3 separate regions of the Mus musculus genome follow, and regions 2 and 3 are each linked to region 1. A link is a contact called in public HiChIP or PLAC-seq data. All regions are on one chromosome and are shown on one strand. The core of a region is the stretch at or near the end of the contact, and the rest is flanking DNA. Distances in the headings are between cores, read along the strand shown. Region 1 holds the start of Bcl7b (B cell CLL/lymphoma 7B). Region 2 has its middle 13 kb from the start of Fzd9. Region 3 overlaps Stx1a (syntaxin 1A (brain)).

What was found. HiChIP or PLAC-seq counts read pairs in DNA pulled down with a chosen protein or histone mark.
Region 2: an H3K27ac HiChIP or PLAC-seq map of the HPC-7 cell line shows a contact between it and region 1, with 4 times the contacts expected there. The contact joins the enhancer-like site here to the promoter of Bcl7b in region 1. A contact is called at or near these places in 2 of 484 Hi-C or Micro-C datasets (embryonic stem cells and muscle stem cells), 5 of 115 datasets of contacts at active chromatin or transcription factors (the HPC-7 cell line, embryonic stem cells and extraembryonic endoderm stem cells) and 3 of 9 other capture datasets (adipose tissue, liver and pancreatic islet).
Region 3: an H3K27ac HiChIP or PLAC-seq map of embryonic stem cells shows a contact between it and region 1, with 6 read pairs. The contact joins the enhancer-like site here to the promoter of Bcl7b in region 1. A contact is called at or near these places in 2 of 39 promoter capture datasets (cranial neural crest and second pharyngeal arch cranial neural crest), 1 of 484 Hi-C or Micro-C datasets (embryonic stem cells), 7 of 115 datasets of contacts at active chromatin or transcription factors (bone marrow-derived macrophages, craniofacial prominence, double positive thymocytes and 2 more) and 2 of 9 other capture datasets (adipose tissue and pancreatic islet).

What each region holds. Positions count from the first base shown.
Region 1 is chr5:135,166,928-135,169,627 of GRCm38.p6, reverse strand. It overlaps Bcl7b (B cell CLL/lymphoma 7B), which reads right to left and starts at 1,256. Exons shown (of 6, transcript NM_009745.2): 1 at 1,030-1,256. The coding sequence starts at 1,121.
Region 2 is chr5:135,262,955-135,265,654 of GRCm38.p6, reverse strand. No RefSeq gene overlaps it. Among named protein-coding and RNA genes, the nearest start is that of Fzd9, 13 kb to the right of the region's middle. Within about 2 kb of position 1,399, at least 187 of the 459 cell types and tissues checked have an H3K27ac peak or open chromatin away from gene starts, as enhancers often do. A contact at or near this core is called in the HPC-7 cell line, where this site is marked.
Region 3 is chr5:135,048,739-135,051,438 of GRCm38.p6, reverse strand. Stx1a (syntaxin 1A (brain)) reads right to left here. Exons shown (of 10, transcript NM_016801.4): 9 at 2,335-2,445; 10 at 339-1,612. The coding sequence ends at 1,535. Among named protein-coding and RNA genes, the nearest start is that of Dnajc30, 14 kb to the left of the region's middle. Within about 2 kb of position 1,343, at least 9 of the 459 cell types and tissues checked have an H3K27ac peak or open chromatin away from gene starts, as enhancers often do. A contact at or near this core is called in embryonic stem cells, where this site is marked.

The DNA of each region.
Region 1 (2,700 bases), core at 7-2,506:
AGAAGAGCTGTTAGGGGCCATGTGGTGGAAGAGCAGCCAGGTGCTTTTGACCATTGAGCCATTTTTCTAGCCTACATACTTTTCCTTACCAATAAAAAACAAAAGGGGGTAGAGACTTGAGAATTACATAGGAACAGAGGAATGCCATAAGATGCAGACATTTTCCAACACTTGGGAAACACAGACAGGTGGGTCTTTGAGAGTTCAAGGCCACCCTGGCCTACAAAGAGAGTTCCAGGACAGCCAAAGGATTGGGGACACTGATTCAAAAACAAACAAACCACTCTCGCGGCCTCTTAGCTACTGGGTAAACTGAGGCAGAAGAATCACTGCCAGCCTAAAGCCAGCCTGCGGTCCTCAGGGAGCTCCGGTCAAAAAACAGTAAGGAAATTACAAATCGTTAAGTGAAGTGAATGGCTCAGAGGCTTGGTTCAGAACAATTTAAAGCAATAAAATCCTGACCTAAATTGTTCGCTAATTGTTCTGGGTTTGCAATAAACATTTGCAGGGTCAGGGTACCTTGGTCGCCAAGAGCAAACCTATGGCGAGTGGGCTGGCTAAGGATCCAAGATATCAGGAATTTCTGTTCCAAAAGTGCCATGTTTACAAACTTCCGCTTAATTTCGACCACTTATATCGTATAATAGTCGGCAACAACGGACATCACCGGACACTTGTGCTGCGCAGGAGCGGAAACCGAACCCGGAGCCGCCAAGCAGCATTTCCGCGAGGTCTCCACCGGAAGTGCAACTGTGCAGCGCCAGGCCCCGCCCCAGGCAGAGCGGCCGGAAGCGGCTAATGACAGCTATGGGAGGGGCCATGAGCCGACCGTCTTTCTGATTGGCTACAGGGAACGCGGACTCTGAATTCACGCCGATACCGGCGCGCCCTCCTTTCGCTTTTTGGCTCCGGCCCCCTCCCCCCAGGGCCGGCCTCTTGGTTCCCATCCTGCCTGTTCCTGTATGGCGAGCCTCCGCGCCGGCTTTCCCGCAACCCCACGTCAGCAACCCCTCCGCTCCCGCCCCTCACCATTTCCGCACTTTCTCGATGGCCGCCATCACCTTCTTGATGTCATCTTTAGCCCGGCTACGGGTCTCGGCCCGGACCGAACGGCCGGACATGGCGGCGGCGGGGAGTGGCTGGGGGCCGGGACAGTGCTCCCAAGACGCGGGATATCACGCGCCTCACGCGTCGCCGTCCACCCGCTGCCACCGCAGCACGTCACCGCGGCCGTCGCCCCCCCTCCGTGCGCGCGTGCGCGAGGGAGCGCGCGCACCCGCCCGCCCCTTGGGCCCTCAAGGCCTCAGCGCGCTTGCGCACCCGCCCGGGGGCGTCCCTGCTGTGCGCCTCCAGAGACCCTTTGCCCTCTTGCTGCCAGGCTGAGCCCATCGTCGTCCGCACGTGGTGTGGGCCAGGCGAGGCTGCGAGGGTGGTGGTGGGATGAGGTTTCCAAGTCACCACTTTCCCTACCTGCTGCTTCAATGCATGCCCGGGAATTTTCAATACTGTAGACCAGGCCAACCTCGAATTCACAACCACCTGATTCTGCCTCTCCGGTGCTCTGTGCCATGGCATTTGACCGGAAAATTTTATTTCATTTTGCTTTTCCGAGACAGGGTTTCCTTCTCTGTGTAGCCCTGGCTGTCCTGCAACTCACTCTATAGACCAGGCTGGCCTTGAACTCAGAGATCTACCAGCCTCTGCCTCCCAAGTGCTGGGGTCAAAGGGGTTGGAATTTTCTTTTTTTCTTTTCTTTTTCTTTCTTTCTTTCTTTTTTTTTTTTTTCTTTACATGTATATGGCACAGAGGACAATTTGTAGAAGTTGGTTTTCACTAGTGAGTTTTAGGCTGTTATCAAGTCCTTTAATCCCCCATGACCCCTGACCCTTCAAGGAATTATTTATGCGCTGCATGTTCACCTAAAAGGAGATCTGTGTCATCATTGTCTAAATAGCTGTGTTCCGGAGTCATTATCACACCTTCCTTCATTTTGACTTCTGGTCTTCGAATTCTCAGCTACCCACCTGGAAATTTCTTCTGATTGAATCAACTACTTTTCCAACATCCAGGTCACACTGCGGCTCTTCCTGAGTATTTTGCACCTGGCTCATACTTTTAGCATTCCACTTCACTGTCAGGGAATTCAGTTCTGGATAAAACATTGCCTGTGTTCTGTGCATTGGACCAAGTACTGAGGACATAAATATTTCTCTTTTGAAAGAACTTCTGGACCAGGGACTGTGATGAACACATTTATCCCAGCACTCTGGCGGAAGAGGCAGGTGGATTTCTGAGTTCAAGGCCAGCCTGGTCTACAGAGTGAATTCCAGGACAACCAGGGATATGCAGAGGTTTTCTCTGGGGGGTTGAGGAAGGACAAAAAGAGAAAAGAAAGAGGGGAGTGAAAAGCAGTGATAACAGACCCAATAGAAGGAGGAGGTGACCCACAGCTGACGTTGCATGCCCAGAGGGACTTGTTTGAATCAACTTTGAGGTTTACTTGCAGTTCCAGGAAAACCAAGAGTTCAAGGTCATCCTTGACTGCGTTTAAAGTTTGAGGCCAGTTTAAGGCTGCATGAGACCCCGTCAAAGAAGAGGGAGAGGAGTGTGTCTCCCAGTGACTGTGTAACTTATCCTGAACTTGGCGAAGCTTCTGATTCATGACTCTCAGCCTTCCAGCTGAACATGTTTGCTGGGAAA
Region 2 (2,700 bases), core at 150-2,649, 96 kb before region 1:
GAGATAGCGAGACAGGGCAGAGAGACAGGGATAGAGACAGAGAGAGAGAGACAGAGAGAGAGACAGAGAGAGAGAGAGAGAGAGAGAGAGACAGAGAGAGAGAGAGAGAAGTATGAAGGTGCTTTGTCCCCCCATGGCCCTCTTACACTTACAGGCCATAGCAGGCCCAGCTGGGACCCACAGGACAGAGAGGGTGACAGGAGAGCCTGACCCCTGAGTCCTGGAGGGAGGAGCTGACTGACTTCTGCACTCTCCTCAAGACCATCATAGTGACCATCATCAGTTTAACACTGAGCCCCGTGTGGCCCAGGCTGACCTTAAACCTCCAATTAGACAAGAATGACCGTGAATTCTCAATCCCCCTGCCTCTGTCTCCAAAGCTTGTAGGTGTGTTTCATTATGTCTAGTTTATGTAGTGATGGGTTCAAACCTAGTGATGGCTTTGTGCATGTTAGGCAAGAACTCTGCCGTGTAAGCTAGACCCTGGCGCTCTCGCTTTTTTTCCTTCTTCTTTTTCTTTCTTTTGGTCAGTTTTTTTCCGGGTAGACCAGGCTGGCTCGTCCTCCTTTCTCAGCCTCTGAAATGCTAGGTGACAGGTGCCTGCGTCCATTCAGGTTCTTCTCATTTTTTTTTTTTCACAAGAAAATCAAGTCCCACTTGGAAGTTCCTTAAGAGCAGGTGTAGGGTGTCCCACACCCAAATCCATGGGGCCAGCTGAGTGCCTGCATTCTGCAACCAACCAGCCACTCTGAAAGCGGAAATGCCCCCATTTTGAAGTCATGGAAACCGAATCCAGAGGACAGCAAGCAACTGAACCACGTCAGAGCTGGGGACCAGGTGTCAAGGCTCTCCAGGAAGTGCCCCATGGGAGGAGCCCATATCCAATGCTGGATGGCAGTCATTTCCTTCCTGAAATCAACGCCAAGCAGGCGCGCAGCAACACAGGGCTTACCATGCACCCCAGATCCCTTTTCCGGAGAGCCTGTCAGTTGGTTTTGCCCCCTGCCCAGGCCCCGGCTTCCTCTCTTGGGGCAGCACTTGAAAAGGGGTGGGGGCGGGGTTGGGTACCCAAGGCAGAGCACCCAAATCTTCAAGAAGAGCTTGTCTTCCCAGAAGTCAAAGACCCTCCGAGAATAAAGACCCAGCCCGTGGGGTGCCAGGGGTAGGAAAACCCCAACACCCCTTTCTCCACCCAAGGCCCCGACTTCTCTGTATTTGTTTATTTACCTTGGAAAAGGCCCCAAGGCCCAGGCAGGAAATGGGCCAATTCCAGCAGGCTGAGCGAGGGAACAAGGAGCCACATTGTGTTCCCTGCCCGAGTTCCCCACCCTGGGCCAGCCACAGGAGCCTGGGGACAGGAGGCAGCATGGGGGCCCGGGCAGGAAGGAGGCGTGGACCTGAGCTGCCAGCGTTCAGAGCCAGCCCTGTGAAAGGGCTTCTGTGTGGGGAGGGACGGAGGGCTGCTCGCATGATACCGCTTGGGAGGGACCGAGGCTGAGGGAGGGGCAACAAAGGATTCAGGGATCAGAAAGATTCCCAGCCACTGACCTGTGAGCCCAGGGTGGAGGGAAGCCTCGGGAGCCATAACCGGACACTTACCATGTTTAGCCTGGGTTCAGTCCTGCCTAGCATCTTGCCCGTATCTCACCAATCTCGGGTAGTTCTTTCCGTCCACATCAGAGGCTGGAGGCTGGACAGTGCTGTGGTCATCGTGAAGAGGCTTGGAGAATACTGACTACTCTCAACCATAGAGTATTCTTTCCTGACAAGCCAGTGTCTGTGACCGATCCCGCCATTCATCCACGCATTCATTCATCTGTTTATCCATAACTTCATTCCTTCACTTAGGCACATTCATGCATGCATTTTCGTATATGTTTGTTCATACATTCGTTCATATACTTATGCATGCGTTCCTTCCTTCATTCCTTTGGGCATGCATGCAGTTCAGGGCATCCTGTGCATTAGATCGCAGTCCATTTCTTTGGCTCCTGCTGTGCACCTCTGTGCCTTGCTGACAGCAAGCTCACTCTCTCTTTCTGGACTCTGAGATCTCTGGTTTCGTCTTTTTTTTTTTTTTTTTTTTTGAGACAGAGTCTCATGTAGCTCAGATTGTCCTCCTGCTTGCTACATAGTCAAAGATGACACTGAAATTCTGATCCCCTGCCTCCACCCCGAGTGCTGGCAGTACCGAAGTACAGACCCCAGGACATTGTTATGTCAGGCAAGCATGGCACCAACCGAGACACTTCCCGACCTAAATATGGCTCTGATAATGTCATCTTGAGTTTCTCTCTCTCTCTCTCTCTCTCTCTCTCTCTCTCTCTCTCTCTCTCTCTCTTTCTTTCTTTCTTTCTTTCTTTTCTCTCTCTCTCTCTCTCTCTCTCTCTATATATATATATATATGTATATGTATATATGTATATGTATATATATATATGTACATTTGTTGTTTGGCCTACATGAATGTCTGTGTGAGGGTGTTGGGTCCCCTGGAACTGGAATTACAGACAGTTATGAGCTGCCATGCGGGTGCTGGGAATCGAACTTCGGTCCTCTGGAAAAGCAGCCAGTGCTCTTAACAACTGAGCCATCTCTCCAGCGCCATCATCTTTATTTTTTAATTTTATTTTTAATTATTTTTTTTCAAGACAGGGTTTCTTAGTGTAGCCCTGACTGTCCTGGAACTTGCTCTGTAGA
Region 3 (2,700 bases), core at 94-2,593, 120 kb after region 1:
AAATAAATCCAGTTGCAGGGACTCCAACCCCCTTTCCCAACCTCTTAGGGCCCCAGGCACACACATGTATGCTGGTAAAACATTCATATAGACGAGACATCTGGAACCTTGCCTTTGACAAACAAGGGCTTTGGCTTCCCCTAGGTAAGGATGTGAGGTTCTGGGCACGTCTCAAAAGCCCAGATGTTAACCACTGATTACCCTGAGGCAAATGAAAGCCTGTGTATCGAGGAGGGAGGGATCCTTCATCTCTGAGCCTCTTCCCCATCAGCACCTCCGTGGTTGATCCCACGTCTCCTATACTGCAGGTGGAAAAGATGTTCCAAACAGAGGCTCACTACAGATACAAATGTTTATTCTACATAAAAATCTCACAAAATGGGCAGCTGGTTGTACCAAGACCTTTGGTGAAGGGGTAAAGGGAGGTGGCCGTGAGAAGGCAGCACGGACAGTGGTCACAGTCACTGGGCAGGAGCAAAGCTGAGGGAAAGGGGGCACACAGACACGGCCCCAGCTCCCGCTGCATGCACTCGCATGCATACTCCTTGCCTGTGGGCGAGAAAGGGGTCCTGGGGCAGGGGGTACAGTTTTGACTCTGAGAAGCCCCAAGATGGCAAGGGGGGAAGTGGGGAGCCCCCTCCCCAGCTGGCTGCTGAATACTGCATCCAGTACACCTGATACCACGTGGCACATCAATGGGAGACGGGGCAGGGTGAGACTACAGGCCCAAAGTGACACCTGGCTTTCAGAGCATAAAGGGCGCAGGGAACTGCTGTCCCCAACATGCAACTCTGGCCACAACTTACCATGCCTGTTAGGACTATGGCCTGCTCCATCCCTCCAACTCAAAGCAAGGCTGGAGATGACACCACTAAGCTTCTTAGTAAAGGGTCACTAGGCTCAGGCCCAGCCCAGGAACATGACTCCCAGGGCCAGAGACACTGTCAGGCTTTGCCCAAAGAGAGGGTACTAGGTGCTCCTAACACCCGCAGCCGTGGCACCCTGAGCCTCCGGGCAAGGGGCAGCTAACAAAGACTCAGTGCTGAGCTATCCCCACCCCTAACCTGAAAAGCAGCACCATGTGACCAGCTGGTCCCCACCTTCCAGGTGCCTTGGCATGGTGGGAAGAGCTGGAGAAGCCAGAGGACGGGACAAGTGAGGGCAAGGTTGGGGTCCAGAAAGGAGCCTGAGTCCCAGGGAAGTGTAGACCCCAGGCTGAAGAAAGGCAGACCTGGCCAGGGCCCGAGTCTTGCCCCGCACTGGCCTGTACCCAGCCACTCTGGCTGTTCCCAATCCTGCTCCCGACTCTGCCTCCTGTACAGACACACACTGTCACAAGATCATGCACACGACACGGCTTGGGGCAGGGTGGTGGGGACGGGAGCCTCATGGCAGAGAGGGAGCAGTGTGGGATGGGAGGGAAAAGGACTCCCAGCCAGAAGGCAGGAGTGGGGAGGGCAACCCAGCTAGGTGCAGCAGCCAGGGGCCTCCTCAGGGAGACCCATCCAGAATGGAGCAGTGGGTGGGGTGGTTTCTATCCAAAGATGCCCCCGATGGTGGAGGCGATGATGATGCCCAGAATCACACAGCAAATGATGATCATGATCTTCTTCTACAGGGACACAAAAGGCAGGCCTCAGAAGAGCAGGTGGGGGGGGGGGGGGGTGGGTACAGTGAGGGTAGAGCCCCTGCCTAGAATCCCCCAGGGAGGGGCTGGGGGCGTGGCTCAGTGGTAGAACCCCTGCCTAGAATGCCCCAGGGAGGGGCTGGGGGCGTGGCTCAGTGGTAGAACCCCTGCCTAGAATGCCCCAGGGAGGGGCTGGGGGCGTGGCTCAGTGGTAGAGCTCCTGCCTAGAATTCCCCAGGGAGGGGCTGGGGGTGTGGCTCAGTGGTAGAACCTGCCTAGAATCCTCCAGTGAGGGGCTGGGGGCGTGGCTCAGTGGTAGAGCTCCTGCCTAGAATTCCCCAGGGAGGAGCTGGGGGCGTGGCTCAGTGGTAGAGCCCCTGCCTAGAATCCCCTGGGGAGGGGCTGGGGGCGTGGCTGGGGTAGAGCTTTTGTCTAGCATTTGCTAGGTCCTAGGTTCCATTCCCAATAGTGAGCCTCAATATAGAACAAATTAAAACAAAACAAAGAAAACGAGCAAAAATCAGTAAAATGGGGGCTGGGTTCTGGAGGGTCAGGACTAGGAATGGGGATGGCCTAGAACGGATTGTTGATGAAGAAGTGGAGGCTATGGTTGGAGCTTGTGAAAACAGGCCGAGCAGGTGGGGGAGGAGGATCCCCTGGTCTGGGGGCTCTCTGGGGCATGGGCTTAAGCAGAGCTGGCCACTGACCCTGCGCGCCTTGCTCTGGTACTTGACGGCCTTCTTGGTGTCTGACACGGCCCTCTCCACGTAGTCCACGGCGTGCTCCACATTGTACTCGATCCTGTCAATCATCTCCCCCTGCAGGACCGGGGGTACCCAAGGTCCAGGCGTCCCTCCTCAGGACCAGGAGGGAGTGCAGGGTAGGGGTTCAGGAAAGTCTCCTGAAGTCAGAAAGAGAGAGAGGAGCTGTGGGAGGAGGGCATGCAGCCTCTCACCTGTGCCACCAGGCCAGGCGTCCTGAGGACAAGACAGCTAGGGGCAGCTCCCACCGGTCCCAAACAGCAGCCATCCCGGGGTGTGGCATTGGCCATGCAGTCTCAGACAAGGTTGAGG